2 separate regions of the Xenopus tropicalis genome follow, and region 2 is linked to region 1. A link is a contact called in public Hi-C data. All regions are on one chromosome and are shown on one strand. Each heading gives the region's core, a stretch centred on a gene start, on an enhancer-like site or on the middle of the called end of the contact. The rest is flanking DNA. Distances are from core to core; before and after follow the strand shown.

Evidence for each region. A called contact is a pair of places that touch in the nucleus more often than the background predicts.
Region 2: a contact with region 1 is called in a Hi-C map of neurula embryo, with 5 times the contacts expected there. The contact joins the enhancer-like site here to the promoter of snai1 in region 1. A contact is called at or near these places in 2 of 5 Hi-C or Micro-C datasets (gastrula embryo and neurula embryo).

The regions. Positions count from the first base shown.
Region 1 is chr10:36,193,819-36,200,781 of UCB_Xtro_10.0, forward strand. snai1 (snail family zinc finger 1) reads left to right here and starts at 5,331. Exons shown (of 3, transcript NM_203936.1): 1 at 5,331-5,498; 2 at 6,244-6,771. The coding sequence starts at 5,420.
Region 2 is chr10:36,363,635-36,371,215 of UCB_Xtro_10.0, forward strand. No RefSeq gene overlaps it. Among named protein-coding and RNA genes, the nearest start is that of ube2v1, 96 kb to the right of the region's middle. Within about 2 kb of position 6,222, at least 1 of the 11 cell types and tissues checked has an H3K27ac peak or open chromatin away from gene starts, as enhancers often do. A contact at or near this core is called in neurula embryo, where this site is marked.

The DNA.
Region 1 (6,963 bases), core at 4,081-6,580:
TAGAGTTCCTGTGCTATCCTGTTCCTCTTACAGAATGTGTCCAGCACCACCTGTACCTATACACTCAGCCTGGGGCAGTGCCACCTGTATCTATACACTCAGCCTGGGGCAGTGCCACCTGTATCTATACACTCAGCCTGGGGCAGTGCCACCTGTACCTATACCCTCGGCCTGGGGCAGTGCCACCTTTATCTATACACTCAGCCTGGGGCAGTGCCACCTGTACCTGTACACTCAGCCTGGGGCAGTGCCACCTGTATCTATACACTCAGCCTGGGGCAGTGCCACCTGTATCTATACACTCAGCCTGGGGCAGTGCCACCTGTATCTATACACTCAGCCTGGGGCAGTGCCACCTGTACCTGTACACTCAGCCTGGGGCAGTGCCACCTGTATCTATACACTCAGCCTGGGGCAGTGCCACCTGTATCTATACACTCAGCCTGGGGCAGTGCCACCTGTATCTATACACTCAGCCTGGGGCAGTGCCACCTGTATCTATACACTCAGCCTGGGGCAGTGCCACCTGTACCTATACACTCAGCCTGGGGCAGTGCCACCTGTACCTATACACTCAGCCTGGGGCAGTGCCACCTGTACCTGTACACTCAGCCTGGGGCAGTGCCACCTGTATCTATACACTCAGCCTGGGGCAGTACCACCTGTATCTATACACTCAGCCTGGGGCAGTGCCACCTGTACCTGTACACTCAGCCTGGGGCAGTGCCACCTGTATCTATACACTCAGCCTGGGGCAGTACCACCTATATCTATACACTCAGCCTGGGGCAGTGCCACCTGTATCTATACACTCAGCCTGGGGCAGTGACACCTGTATCTATACACTCAGCCTGGGGCAGTGCCACCTGTACCTATACCCTCGGCCTGGGGCAGTGCCACCTGTATCTATACACTCAGCCTGGGGCAGTGCCACCTGTATCTATACACTCAGCCTGGGGCAGTGCCACCTGTATCTATACACTCAGCCTGGGGCAGTGCCACCTGTAAGGATACAACTGTTAGCCTTTGCATACAGGGATCAAATAATGGATGAAAAAATCCATAACCTGTAGAAAATGCAGAAAACATGAGCCTATGATATTGTATGCGGTCACTAGAGGGCACACTCCCTCCTTTCTTGGCCAAGGGCACTTTATAAGCTTCCCAGGCAGATGCACTGATATAACCAAGGGTCTATTATACACATTAGTATCCAGATATAGATAGTGTAGGGATAGTGTAAATAAAAGTTAAGGGCCCCACAGCAATATAATGTTAGGGCCCCCACTAAACTTTGGAAGGAAGAAGACATTATTTCATGAACCTGCTTATTACTTCGGGTACAACTGTGCCCCTTACGCCCCCTGGGCTCTCCAGTAGTCAGACGATCTGCTTTCTCTAAAGTTACACCGCTGAGAGATGGTCACCCTGTTGGCAGCCAGCACTGTATTACAATTAAAGCCAAAGGGCAAGCAGTATGGCTTTTACTTGCCTGTTTTCTTCTTTTGTAGCCCCAGCACAGAACACAGGTTAATTTGGTCTTATTTGCATGACCATAAGCTTCTGGCACAATGACCCCACAGAAACAGTTGATTCCAACAGGTGCTTCCTGAGCCACATTTTAGCAAAAGGATTTGAGCTCAGCCACAGAATCAGCATGATAATTACAAAGAGCTGCTATGGGCACAACAAGTATCCCTTTATCTCTCCAGATAAGATCATAATTTGCATGCCATCCCTTGCACCTTCAGCCTACCTGCTCAATGGAAAATACACATTGTATTAAATAAGGTGCTCAGTACTGCTTATTGTGTGCACAGCTAGGAGCTGCCATATTTTTCTTCCATATAGTACAGTATGAGGGTACAGCTTATTGTGTGCCCAGAACATTCCTTCTCTGTATATTTGTATTTATACATATGGGAGGGAGGTGCCATAGTGTTTCCCTTAGACAGTACAGTATGAGGGTACAGCTTATTGTGAGCCCAGAACATTCCTTCTCTGTATATTTGTATTTATACATATGGGAGGGAGGTGCCATATTGTTTCCCTTAGACAGTACAGTATGAGGGTACAGCTTATTGTGTGCCCAGAACATTCCTTCTCTGTATATTTGTATTTATACATATGGGAGGGAGGTGCCATATTGTTTCCCTTAGACAGTACAGTATGAGGGTACAGCTTATTGTGTGCCCAGAACATTCCTTCTCTGTATATTTGTATTTATACATATGGGAGGGAGGTGCCATATTGTTTCCCTTAGACAGTACAGTATGAGGGTACAGCTTATTGTGTGCCCAGAACATTCCTTCTCTGTATATTTGTATTTATACATATGGGAGGGAGGTGCCATATTGTTTCCGTTAGAGAGTACAGTGTATAAAGCTATTTTGTATGTGGGACACTGCTTCCCCTTCTGCCATACAGCGCTGCTGAATATGTTGGCGCTTTATAAATAAATGTTAATGTAATGTAAATACAGTTTAGGCTAAGGCATACCCAAAAAAGAGAAAAAACACAGTGGTGCCATCACCCTTCTGACCAATAGGGGTGCTGTTGTATAACTTTTTTTTTTTAGTTCTAGACTTTTTTGATGTTTTAGAGATATATATATATATATATTAGGTGTATATATTTTAGGAACCTTACAATTTGCCTAATTTTGGCTTCAATTTACAAATTCAGAACTAAAACGTCCCCAAGTTTTAATGAAATAAAACAACAATAAAAGCTTAATCATTGACTGTAGGGGCCACAGTTGAAGAGGGAGGCAGTGCAGAGACACTCCATGTATATGTCCCTGTAAAAACACAGACTGTCTATGCAAAAGCATCATCTGTGCACACACGCAGAGACAGCTCTGTGGCCCTTTCCCACCCACCCATGGTTTAAGAGAAGAGGGGCCCTGGGAAGTCCAGGGTGGGGGCTAGGCCACTAGGAGACTAGGAGACAGGATTCTGCTGTGGGTGTCACCTGTCCCTTCTTTGGTGTCATTGGAATGCAGAGAAAAAACAGGTGACATCTGCAGCACACGTGTGCCTCTTACTGAGTCAAAGACCCTTCAATCCCCCCACTAACCCTCCCAGCATTACGCTAACAGGCCCGGCTCAGGTTACAGCACTTCAAGCCATTGCCTGGGCCCTTTCATGCAGGACAAGGGGGTAAAATCCCACAGGGGTGCTTCCATACTGTAGTATCCATTGCACCCCAAAATCTGACTATAAATGTAGAGCTATTCTGACTCCCTGCATCAAGTTGCAATGGAAAACCAACAGCTAAAAAAAAATGCTGAATTTGGCGTCTTAAGTGGGTAGGTGCACTGTACTAGGGTTGGTCAGACTGGATAGTGCAGATTTGTCAAGGCATGTGGGAACAGCACACTAATTTGTGCTCTAATGTACAGGACACCACTCCCCACCCCCAACACACAAACACACACTCTCCCTCTCTTTCAATAATCTGAATCCAAACACCAAAGATTTCAGAGTGATAGGATCCTTATCTATATACCTGCAGGGGGTCAATTCTCTGCTCTGGCTATACTGAACTGAACATTGCCCTGTACAATGCATTCCAGAACACATAGCGGGATAAATACAGTGCCAATTCCATATTTAATACCCCTAGATAGGGTACATAAGTATGAATACAGTGTCAATAATATGTATAATAGTTCCAATATACATTGCAGGATAAATACAGTGCTAATTCCATATATATAATACCCCCAGGGCACATAAGAATTAATACAGTGCCAATTCCATGTATAATACCCCAGAACACACGGCAGGATAAATACAGTGCCAATTCCATGTATATTACCCCAGAACACACGGCAGGATAAATACAGTGCCAATTCTATGTATAATACCCCAGAACACACGGCAGGATAAATACAGTGCCAATTCCATGTATAATACCCCAGAACACACGGCAGGATAAATACAGTGCCAATTCCATGTATAATACCCCAGAACACACGGCAGGATAAATACAGTGCCAATTCTATGTATAATACCCCAGAACACACGGCAGGATAAATACAGTGCCAATTCCATGTATAATACCCCAGAACACACAGCAGGATAAATACAGTGCCAATTCTATGTATAATACCCCAGAACACACGGCAGGATAAATACAGTGCCAATTCCATGTATAATACCCCAAAACCCACGGCAGGATAAATACAGTGCCAATTCCATGTATAATACCCCAGAACACATGGCAGGATAAATACAGTGCCAATTCCATATTTAATACCCCCAGGCAGGGTACATAATTATGAATACAGTGTCAATAATATGTATAATAGTTCCAATATACATGGCAGGATAAATACAGTGCTAATTCCATATATAATACCCCCAGGGCACATAAGAATTAATATAATGTCAGTATTATGTATAATACCCCAGAACACATGGCAGGATAAATAGAGTGCCAATTCCATGTATAATACCCCAGAACCCACGGCAGGATAAATACAGTGCCAATTCCATGTATAATACCCCCAGGGCACATAAGAATTAATATAGTGTCAGTATTGTGTATAATAACCCCAGAACACATGGCAGGATAAACAATCAATTCCTTATATAAAATCATGCTGGTTTGGATGGTAAATAATGTATCCCCTTAATGAGGGAAGAGCCCTTGTTGGCTACTGATCATGTGACTGTATTATACTTGTAACAAGCCAAGAGTCCTATTCAAGTAGCCAAAGTCAATAGTCACAGGTCACAAACACTTTTTAGCGAAGGATTTGGGGGCTTTCTATGGTATTTACTAAAGCCAAGAGCCTGGCATTGTCTGGGGCAGGGGACTGGGAGCCTCACAATGGCCCCTTCTCTAGTCTCAATACGATGTATAGATAATAACAAGAGCCCCAGCTTTTGCCAAAGGGGATCAAGACTTTATTTTAAAAGCCCCCCCATGGTGCGAGTATAATCTGGCAGCGCAGTTAATGATCGCTAAACTGGAGCAGAGAGGGCATGTAGGGGATGCCTTTAGTGCAGGTAGAGCAGGCTGGCTGGGGGGGTGGGATTGGGGTGGGAGGGCACTTTGCCCACATCTTCCTTATTGCAGTGAGAGGAGGAGGAGGAGAGAGGAAAGCGCTGCCAGAGGCACCATCCAAAATCCACTGCTGCAGGCACCTGCTGGAAAGGGGAGGCAGCGCCACCCCCCGCCCTCCCCAATGGACTCGCCCACCGCCGCACTCTCATTGGCCGGGGAGCTGCCAAGGCTCATTAACATAGCCGCGCCCCCGTCCCGCAGGCTGCTTATTAGTTACCGGAGTGGCCGCAGCAATGCGTGCCTTCAAATCCCAGCGCTTTCAGCCCTATGCGACTGCCTCTCTGCGACTGCGAACCCAGGAATCCCCTCATCGGCTGCTAAACCCCCTCACCGGCTCAGCAACATGCCGCGGTCATTCCTGGTCAAGAAACATTTCTCTGCCAGCAAGAAACCCAACTACAGCGAGCTGGAGAGCCAGACAGGTAGGGGTTACTGTAGCTGCGATCGCTTTGCGTCTTCTTTCTGTATTTGACATCGTTTGGGATATTTCTGGGGAAGCTGAAAACTTTTTTTCTTTAAAAAGTTTCTGCTGGAAACAAATAGTATTTGGGCAAATCTGAAATAATGGGCAGTTAGATATGTTTTATATATAGAAACACATACAGGTGTGCAGATATTGTATGGGAACAGTGCATTCTATCTGTGTGTGAAGTTTTGCTTGGAATTGTATAGAGGTATATTATGTTGCTGCTCTGCATATAGTTGCATGGGTTACTGTATAGTTGTGAATGGGTGTGCAGCTTATCTAGAATACTATGGGGAAGCAATACATGTAAGGGTTTACATGCCATATATATATATATATTTATTTTTGATTTTTTTTTTTTAATCCAAATGGTGTCCGCACTCCAAGGCTCAATATTCTGCGGGGTGCATAGCCAAAATTATGTATATAAAGAAAATAATCATCTGTGGCCAGCACACCCTTCAATGTTTTATCAAAAATGTATTGAAAATATATATTATTATTATTACAGTTAAGTGTATGGCTGTGCATATGAGTGTCTGGGTATGCATTGTAATTGTATGGAACTGTGTACATTACAATAGTAATAGATTAGTTCATTGTACATGGGTGCAGTATATATATGCAGTAGGACATTTCTACATGGCTACATTATTGCCACCCTGTTGGCTTCTATCTAATCCCCTTCTCCTCTCTTGCAGTGTATATATCACCGTTCATCTATGACAAGTACCCACTTCCTGTGATCCCCCAGCCAGAGATTTTAACCACAGGAGCTTACTACACACCTCTTGTCTGGGACACTAGTTTACTCACAACATTTTTCACCTCTGAGCCTGACTACAAAAAGTCTCCCATCAGCCCTTCCAGCAGCGACGATTCCTCCAAGCCCTTAGACCTTACGTCTTTCTCCAGTGAAGATGACGAAGGGGGCAAGACTTCAGACCCTCCCAGCCCCGCATCGTCCGCCACAGAAGCGGAGAAATTTCAATGCAATCAGTGCAGCAAGTCTTACTCCACCTTTGCCGGACTTTCCAAGCACAAACAGTTGCACTGTGATTCCCAGGCGAGGAAGTCGTTCAGTTGCAAATACTGCGAGAAGGAGTACGTCAGTTTGGGGGCCCTAAAAATGCACATCAGGAGCCACACGCTGCCCTGCGTCTGCAAAATCTGCGGCAAAGCCTTCTCCAGACCTTGGTTATTACAGGGACACATTAGAACACACACAGGTAAGCAGCATCCTCTATACTCATCTAAAGTACAACATCCAGTAATACATAAATATTGGCATACACATGCAGCTTGTAGAAAAGAATAACTGTATGGCCCTTTAAAGGTCTCACTAAGTGAGTTGATTGCTGGTTATAGTATTTCACTGGGTATAAGAAAACCCTTTGAAGGTGGGTGCCTTGCAAGTGAGA
Region 2 (7,581 bases), core at 4,972-7,471, 170 kb after region 1:
CACGCCCCAATTGCCATACCACAATTTTTTTTTCAAAAGATACTCCTTTTATACAGTTGAAATGGTGGGATCAGACACAAATGTGCTATACCCTCATACTGTACGACCTAAGGAAAACAATATAACAACTCCTACATATAAAATACAAATATAGGGAGAAAGCAGTCAGTTATAAGTGAGTTATAACTATGTACTAGTTTTGCCCCCCTATACACTGTGCCCCCATAGAAAGTGCCCCCAATTGCCCCCATAAACAGTACCCCCCATACACAGTGCCCCCATAGTCAGTACCCCCCATACACAGTTCCCCCAATTGCCCCCATAGACAGTACTTCCCATACACAGTGCCCCCAATTGCCCCCATAGACAATACCCCCCATTCCAAGTGCCCCCAATTGCCCCATTACGGAAATGTGGGACATTCATGGAACTATCTGGGACAGCGGGATGCACTATTAAACAGTTGGGGGGTATGCTTTAGGAGGTCCTGCCCAGAGAATATCTGATCAAAATTCAGCCAGATATCAAGCAGGTTAGAAAAACTTGTCGGGACCACATTGGCATTTAGATGCTGTCCCAACAAGTATAAAAAGCCCCTTTACAATCTGACCATTGACCTTTGTTAGTGGGCAAATTAGGTAAAGATCCTTTCACCAACAAATAGATCTTAACATACAGTATATGGCCGGCTGAAGCCATTATGAAACAGGAACAAAGATGGCTGCCGTATCTCTCACAAGGAATGTCTAACAGCAAGAATGAGAAAACATTGACCCAACCCAACTCTTTGCAGAACCTTCCCAACAAGGAATTTAATTTTAGTATTATAAATAGACCTGTTCATTGTAAGGTTTTTGTATTATAAGCCTTCCTATTCTGTCTCTCACTAGGCTATACCCGGAAGTGCTATGCGCGTGTCTGGTCACCTGACCCATTGGTTGCTATACACATCACAGTAGGCAGCACCGACCGTGGCAGCTGTTTCTCCAATGGGGCAAATACATTGGCAGAGAGTGCATTACATTAACTTCACCTACAATATCCCTTAATCTGTAGGAGTCGTCTTTAAAGTAGGCCAGCTCCACATGACATCACCGTAATGGGTTTTTTCGTTTTGTTGCTTTGCCAAAATTCCCTGTAATGAATATTAAAATATTCAGTGTTTTCTGTCTTTTCATGTTCTGTGCATGTCAGCTGTTGTACCTTCGCCAATAACCCTTAAACCATCTTTATATTACAGACTTTAAATGATCCACTTCCCAAACTTGCCAATAAAGTGTTTAGTGAGAGGAGGAGCCCTCCGAATGGAATTTTCCTGTACTCGCTAATTCCCATACGGAGATTCTATACTGTCAAATGAGTAAGTTTATCGAACGTGTACAAACTTCCTAAACCCAGTCAACACCATTCTCCTGATGCCTCTGACTGCTATGTTTAATGTGGGCACTCACTTAAGCTAAATCATTTTTTATAGGGATGGAAAATCATATTCTAATAATTTGTTTTAGCCACACCCATGTCACACTCTGACCACACCCAGTTGTGGCCCAACCTCTTCCCTTTATTCTGCCACCTTAGGGGGTATAAATACCGGTGATAAGTGCATAGAGTGGAACACAATCAACACAGATTAAGAGGGGAGGGGGAGTCAGGGACTCTGTGACTCATGAGGTGGGATAAACCAAAACACTTATAGGGAGTGGGCCAGCAATTCTGTAACTCAAGCAGTGGGCAGGACTAAAACTCTGATTATAACTTACTGGGGGAGGCGTTGGGAGTCTGAACTAAAGCAGTGGATTGCAAAAAACCTCTTTATAGCCAGTAACAGGGGAAGGGACAAGAAGTATAACAAAAGCAGTGGGCTGGACTAGAACTCTTCAATGGCAGCTTACATTGGGAGGGGCCTATAATTATAAATTAAGCAGTGGGCTGAACTAGAACTCTTCAATGGCAGCTTACATTGGGAGGGGCCTATAATTATAAATTAAGCAGTAGGCTGAACTAAATCACTCTAATGCAATCTTGCAGGGGGGCTGAAGCACTCTGATGGCATCTTACTGGGGGAGGGGCAGAAGGATTGTAACTCAAACAGTGGGTGGGACTAGAACTAGGGATGCACCAAATTCACTATTTTGAGATTCTCGCGAATCCCAAACTGAATTGGAACCCTAATTGGCGGACTGGGGGTCCTACCGCCCCAGGGGCCCCACACTCCCCAAGGTAGCTCTGCTGGACACGTCCCCTGCAGGGGCCCCCGCCACGCAACAACCCCACCCACAGTGGCCCCCGCCCGAAGTCCTCCCCTGAATGCGCGTATGTGAAACGCATCAGGGCAGGACATCTGTGGCCAGGGGAAGCGGCAACAGGGTCAGGCCTTTGCCGCTGGGGTCCACCCGGTGTCCCTGCGGCCCAGTCCGACCCAGCTAATTGGCATGTGCAAATTGGGTAAAGGAAGGGTTAAAAAGAATCACACACACATAGCATTTAAAAAATAATTACTAATTTCTTTATTCATGTGACCAAAAGACACATGATTTTGAAGGTTAGTATTTGGTCCGGCCAGGCACTTGGATTTGGCCAAATCTTACTGAAAAGGGATCGGATTTGGCTAAATCCTGAACCAAACCCAAGATTCAGTGCATCCCTAACAGAAGACTTTTATCACTTCTTACAAGGGGCAGTTTGGGAGAGAGCTGGAATACAAAATAGTGATGGTAGCTGATAGAAAGCCTGTATATATAGAAATATATATACACTACATTTCTGGAGCATGGAAAAAAGTAAAAGCTACTAACACTGTTTAAATCAATATGTATGTCTGTACATTTTTAAATGACTACTAGAAGATTTACTTTCTGGGACATCAATCTCTTGATCCACCTGCCCGTTACACCTGTGCACTACACCTGTATAAAGGTAACCACTAGGTGGCAAGAGAGAGCTCCAGTTAATAACGGTACCATTGATATGACTAATTCCAGGCTGCAGTCAGCCGGTGCTATGGAAGCCAAATTACAAGCACAGAACTGTAACTAGAAAGCAATAAAGCCCCCAAGCGCAGAATAAAACGCCTTTGCCTTCCAGCTATTGAGTGGATCACTGGGAAGCTCTGAATCAACTCGCGGTGTAGAACGTCCCAGGACAGGGGGATCAAACACTCCCCCGGGCAGGGCTGAAAGGGAACTCTTTACTGCAAATTAGTTTAAGAGGAATAAAATAAGCCGTGGCGCCTCCATGTATAACTCCAACCACTGCCATCGTCCTTGGAGGAAGCGAGGAATTGCTGTGAAACGCATCTGCGATTTCAGTTACGTGGTTTGGCATTTACAGCATCAGTTTCTTTCCTCTCTTTCTTTCACAAAATAAATTTGAAATGACTTTCTCAGATGCCGCTGCCAACTGTATATATTTCAGGCAACCACCCAGCCGGCACAGAGTATCATACGGGGGAGCGGAAAGATGGGACCCGCTGAGCAGAGTAAAAGAGGAAAGGGGGAAATGGGAAGATGTCATTAAAGGGGAAGTACACCCACAATATAGAATGGCTTTACCATCTTTCTTAGGAATATTAAAGTAGCATTTAAGTAGAATATTTAGGTTCTTCTGCACAACAAATCTTATTTATCCCCCAAAGTGCATATATGTATTTATTAGAATGTGTGGCAGCTCTCATGTTAAGATTCATTATACAATAATAGTGCTCCAGGGGCTAGATTATGCTGCGCAAGAACAGGGAATAAGCAATACATGAAGTATGGGAGTAATCTGGCCTTTTACACAGCAACAGTAGCTGCACTCATAGGTATTGGAACCCGGGGGGGGGGGGGGGGGGGGGCACGGCTGGGAATCTGTGGGTTCAGGCAAATGCCAGAGGGGCTGCTGTAAGATGCCATAGACACTCACTATTTATTGGGCTGGGGGGGCTGTTTGGGCCTCTGGGTACTTGGAATGCCAGGACCCAGGCCCAGACTGGCAATCTGTGGGTTCAGGCAAATGCCAGAGGGGCTGCTGTAAGATGCCATAGACAGTCACTATTTATTGGGCAAGGGGGGCTGTTTGGGCCTCTGGGTACTTGGAATGCCAGGACCCAGGCCCAGACTGGCAATCTGTGGGTTCTGGCAAACGCCAGAGGGGCTGCTGTAAGATGCCATAGACACTCACTATTTATTGGGCTGGGGGGGCTGTTTGGGCCTCTGGGTACTTGAAATGCCAGAGCCTATTTTGTATCCCAGTCCAGGCCTGACTGCTACTGAGCTAAAGACTTAAGGGCTGATTATATAGATGCAATGTGCAGAAATTTGGTGCAAATAGCCCATATGCACCATTCTTTTCATAATTTATCATCATCATCATATATTTATGATATATTTATTTAGCAGCAGTGCAATAGTGCCTATGCTGAATTGCTATGTGCTACATGGGCAGTGAAGAGGTTACACCCTGAGCTGTACTGTATGTTGGTACTACACTCCATGTAACAGAAAATCCAGGGGCTTTTGCAGATGAGATACCAAGATGAAGTGCTATTTTGCAAAATACATCATCCTCGGAGGATTCTCTTCTGGGATCTGCCTTGGCAGGGACACACTGACATTGATGTAAGAGCTGGAAATTTTCTTTTTCTCTTAAATACTTGGACACTCACTCCCCAGCTTGGAAGACTTTACTCTTTGTTCATTCAGTTTGTAAAATCCTTATGGACTCTAAACTCTGCTACTTTGATACAGATAACTGTGTGTCTGCGGGAGACACATTGAGGATAGGGTAGCCTAAGGCTGTCCAGCTTGTGGTCAGTAGGAAGCATTCGGCCCGCAGGGTTGGAGTGGAGAGAAAGACCCTTCTATATAGTGTAACTGACAGGCTCAGAGACATCTAAAAGACTTCCCAGAAGCACTTGCAAAAAAAAGGGATCTTCTAAAACACTGCTGTAGGTTTGAGCCCTCTTTGTGGTTTGCCATTCATTTATGTGAACATATTCTCTTATCCATAATCCTACTGCATTTCCAGGGGTACCCAGGGCACAAATAAGCACTCACCCCAAATCCCCCCATAACTGGCCTTCAGGCTGGGCCCCCTTAGCTCATAACAAGGTTATAGATATATAGAAACATTGGGGTAACAGTCACCCTGCTATAGTTCCAGGGGTACCCAGGGCACAAATAAGCACTCACCCCAAATCTCCCCCTAACTGGCCTTCAGGCTGGGCCCCCTTAGCCCATAACAAGGTTACAGATATATAGAAACATTGGGGTAACATAGTAACATAGTAACATAGTAAGTTGGGTTGAAAACAGTCACCCTGCTATAGTTCCAGGGGTACCCAGGGCACAAATAAGCACCCACCCCAAATCTCCCCCTAACTGGCCTTCAGGCTGGGCCCCCTTAGCCCATAACAAGGTTACAGATATATAGAAACATTGGGGTAACAGTCACCCTGCTATAGTTCCAGGGGTACCCAGGGCACAAATAAGCACCCACCCCAAATCTCCCCCTAACTGGCCTTCAGGCTGGGCCCCCTTAGCCCATAACAAGGTTACAGATATATAGAAACATTGGGGTAACAGTCACCCTGCTATAGTTCCAGGGGTACCCAGGGCACAAATAAGCACTCACCCAAAATCTAACCCTAACTGGCGTCAAGGCTGGCCCCCCTTAATTCATAGCAAGGTGATAGATAAATAGATAGATAGATAGATGATAGATAGATAGATAGATAGATAGATAGATAGATCGATAGATAGATAGATAGATAGATAGATAGATAGATAGATAGATAGATGATAGATAGATAGATAGATAGATAGATAGATAGATAGATAGATGATAGATAGATAGATAGATAGATAGATAGATGAATAGATAGATAGATAGATAGATAGATAGATAGATAGATAGATAGATAGATGATAGATACATAGATAGATAGATAGATAGATAGATAGATAGATCATGTCTACTGAGCAAATTCTTTCCCAGCTGGAGAGATCCAGGGGTACAATGTGCCTTTCTTTGTTTCCAGTTCCTGCCCCAGGGCTGATGGGAATACAGAGAAAGAGAGGAGAGGAGACATATAATTACAATCTCTGGGAGATGCTGGGCACACTGATGGGACATTATTAATTAAGGGCAGCTAGAGCCTTGGGGTTCTCTTCAGAGCTAAATATATGACCCCAGGTAATAGGTGCCCAGCATGGCCTGCATCCTACTCAGTCCTTTCATTGTCTCTCTGTCCCCAAGCAGTGCTCTGACAGTTCTGAATAGCGGTAGTCATGGGCAATTATTCCGAGCAGTCCTCAGTGGGTACTAATTGGTAAGTAGCCAGGCTGCATTCCTAAGCCCTTTCTCTCCGGTGAGAAAATAATTGAAAAAAATCCAATTTTTACGGTACAATTTCTACCCTTGATTTATTTTAGGTTTCTTTAGAGGCCTTCTTAACAGCCATGGGTTTCATCTTAAAATGAAGTTTTAGAGACAGATACTTGTCACGGTGTAATACATCATGCACTCCCTTCTGTGGGACAGCAGATACAATAAGGTGACAACAGCAGGGCAAAATGGAGGCATTAGAACATGATGGAAGCAGCAGAGCAAAATAGAGACAAGGTGGAGACAGTAGGAGACAGTAGGAGACAGTAGGAGACAGTAGGAGACAACTGGGGAAGCAGGACAGGATACCGACAGCAGAGAAACATGGTTTATGGGAGAAACAACTTCAGTTGCTCCATGTGCCTCTGTGGCACTCACATTGGGAATGGGCAACTGTCAGTTTGTGTGACCTTAGATAAAAAAGACCAAACATGTTTATAGTCATCTTTCCTCCTGGGGCAGAATTGATTCAAGGTGACAAGTGACCCTTCTAACCAAGAGAATCTACACTAGGATTAGGGATGTAGCGAACCTCAAAAAAAAAGTTCGCGAACCTGTTCGTGAACTTCCGCCGAAAATTGCGAATATTCGCGAACTTTGCGAACCCCATAGACTTCAATGGGAAGGCGAACTTTAAAACCTATAAAAACCATTTCTGCCCAGAAAAGTGATTTTAAAGTTGTTTAAAGGGTGCCACGACCTGGACAGGGGCATGCAGGAGGGGGATCAAGGGCAAAAACCTCTGAAAAATTGACACACGCCGTTTTTCGAAATGATCGGTAATTTTGCGACTTTTTCGTATTTTCCGGCGCTTTCGTAAAGTTATCGTAAGTTTTGCGACTTTTTCGGAGCTTTCGTACCGTTATCGTAAGTTTTGCGACTTTTTCGGATCTTTCGTAACGTTATCGTAAGTTTTGCGACTTTTTCAGAGCTTTCGTAACGTTATCGTAAGTTTTGCGACTTTTTCGGAGCATTCGTACCGTTATCGTAAGTTTTGCGACTTTTTCGGAGCATTCGTACCGTTATCGTAAGTTTTGCGACTTTTTCGGAGCATTCGTACCGTTATCGTAAGTTTTGCGACTTTTTCGGAGCTTTCGTAACGTTATCGTAAGTTTTGCGACTTTTTCGGAGCTTTCGTAACGTTATCGTAAGTTTTGCGACTTTTTCGGAGCATTCGTACCGTTATCGTAAGTTTTGCGATTTTTTCGGTGCCGG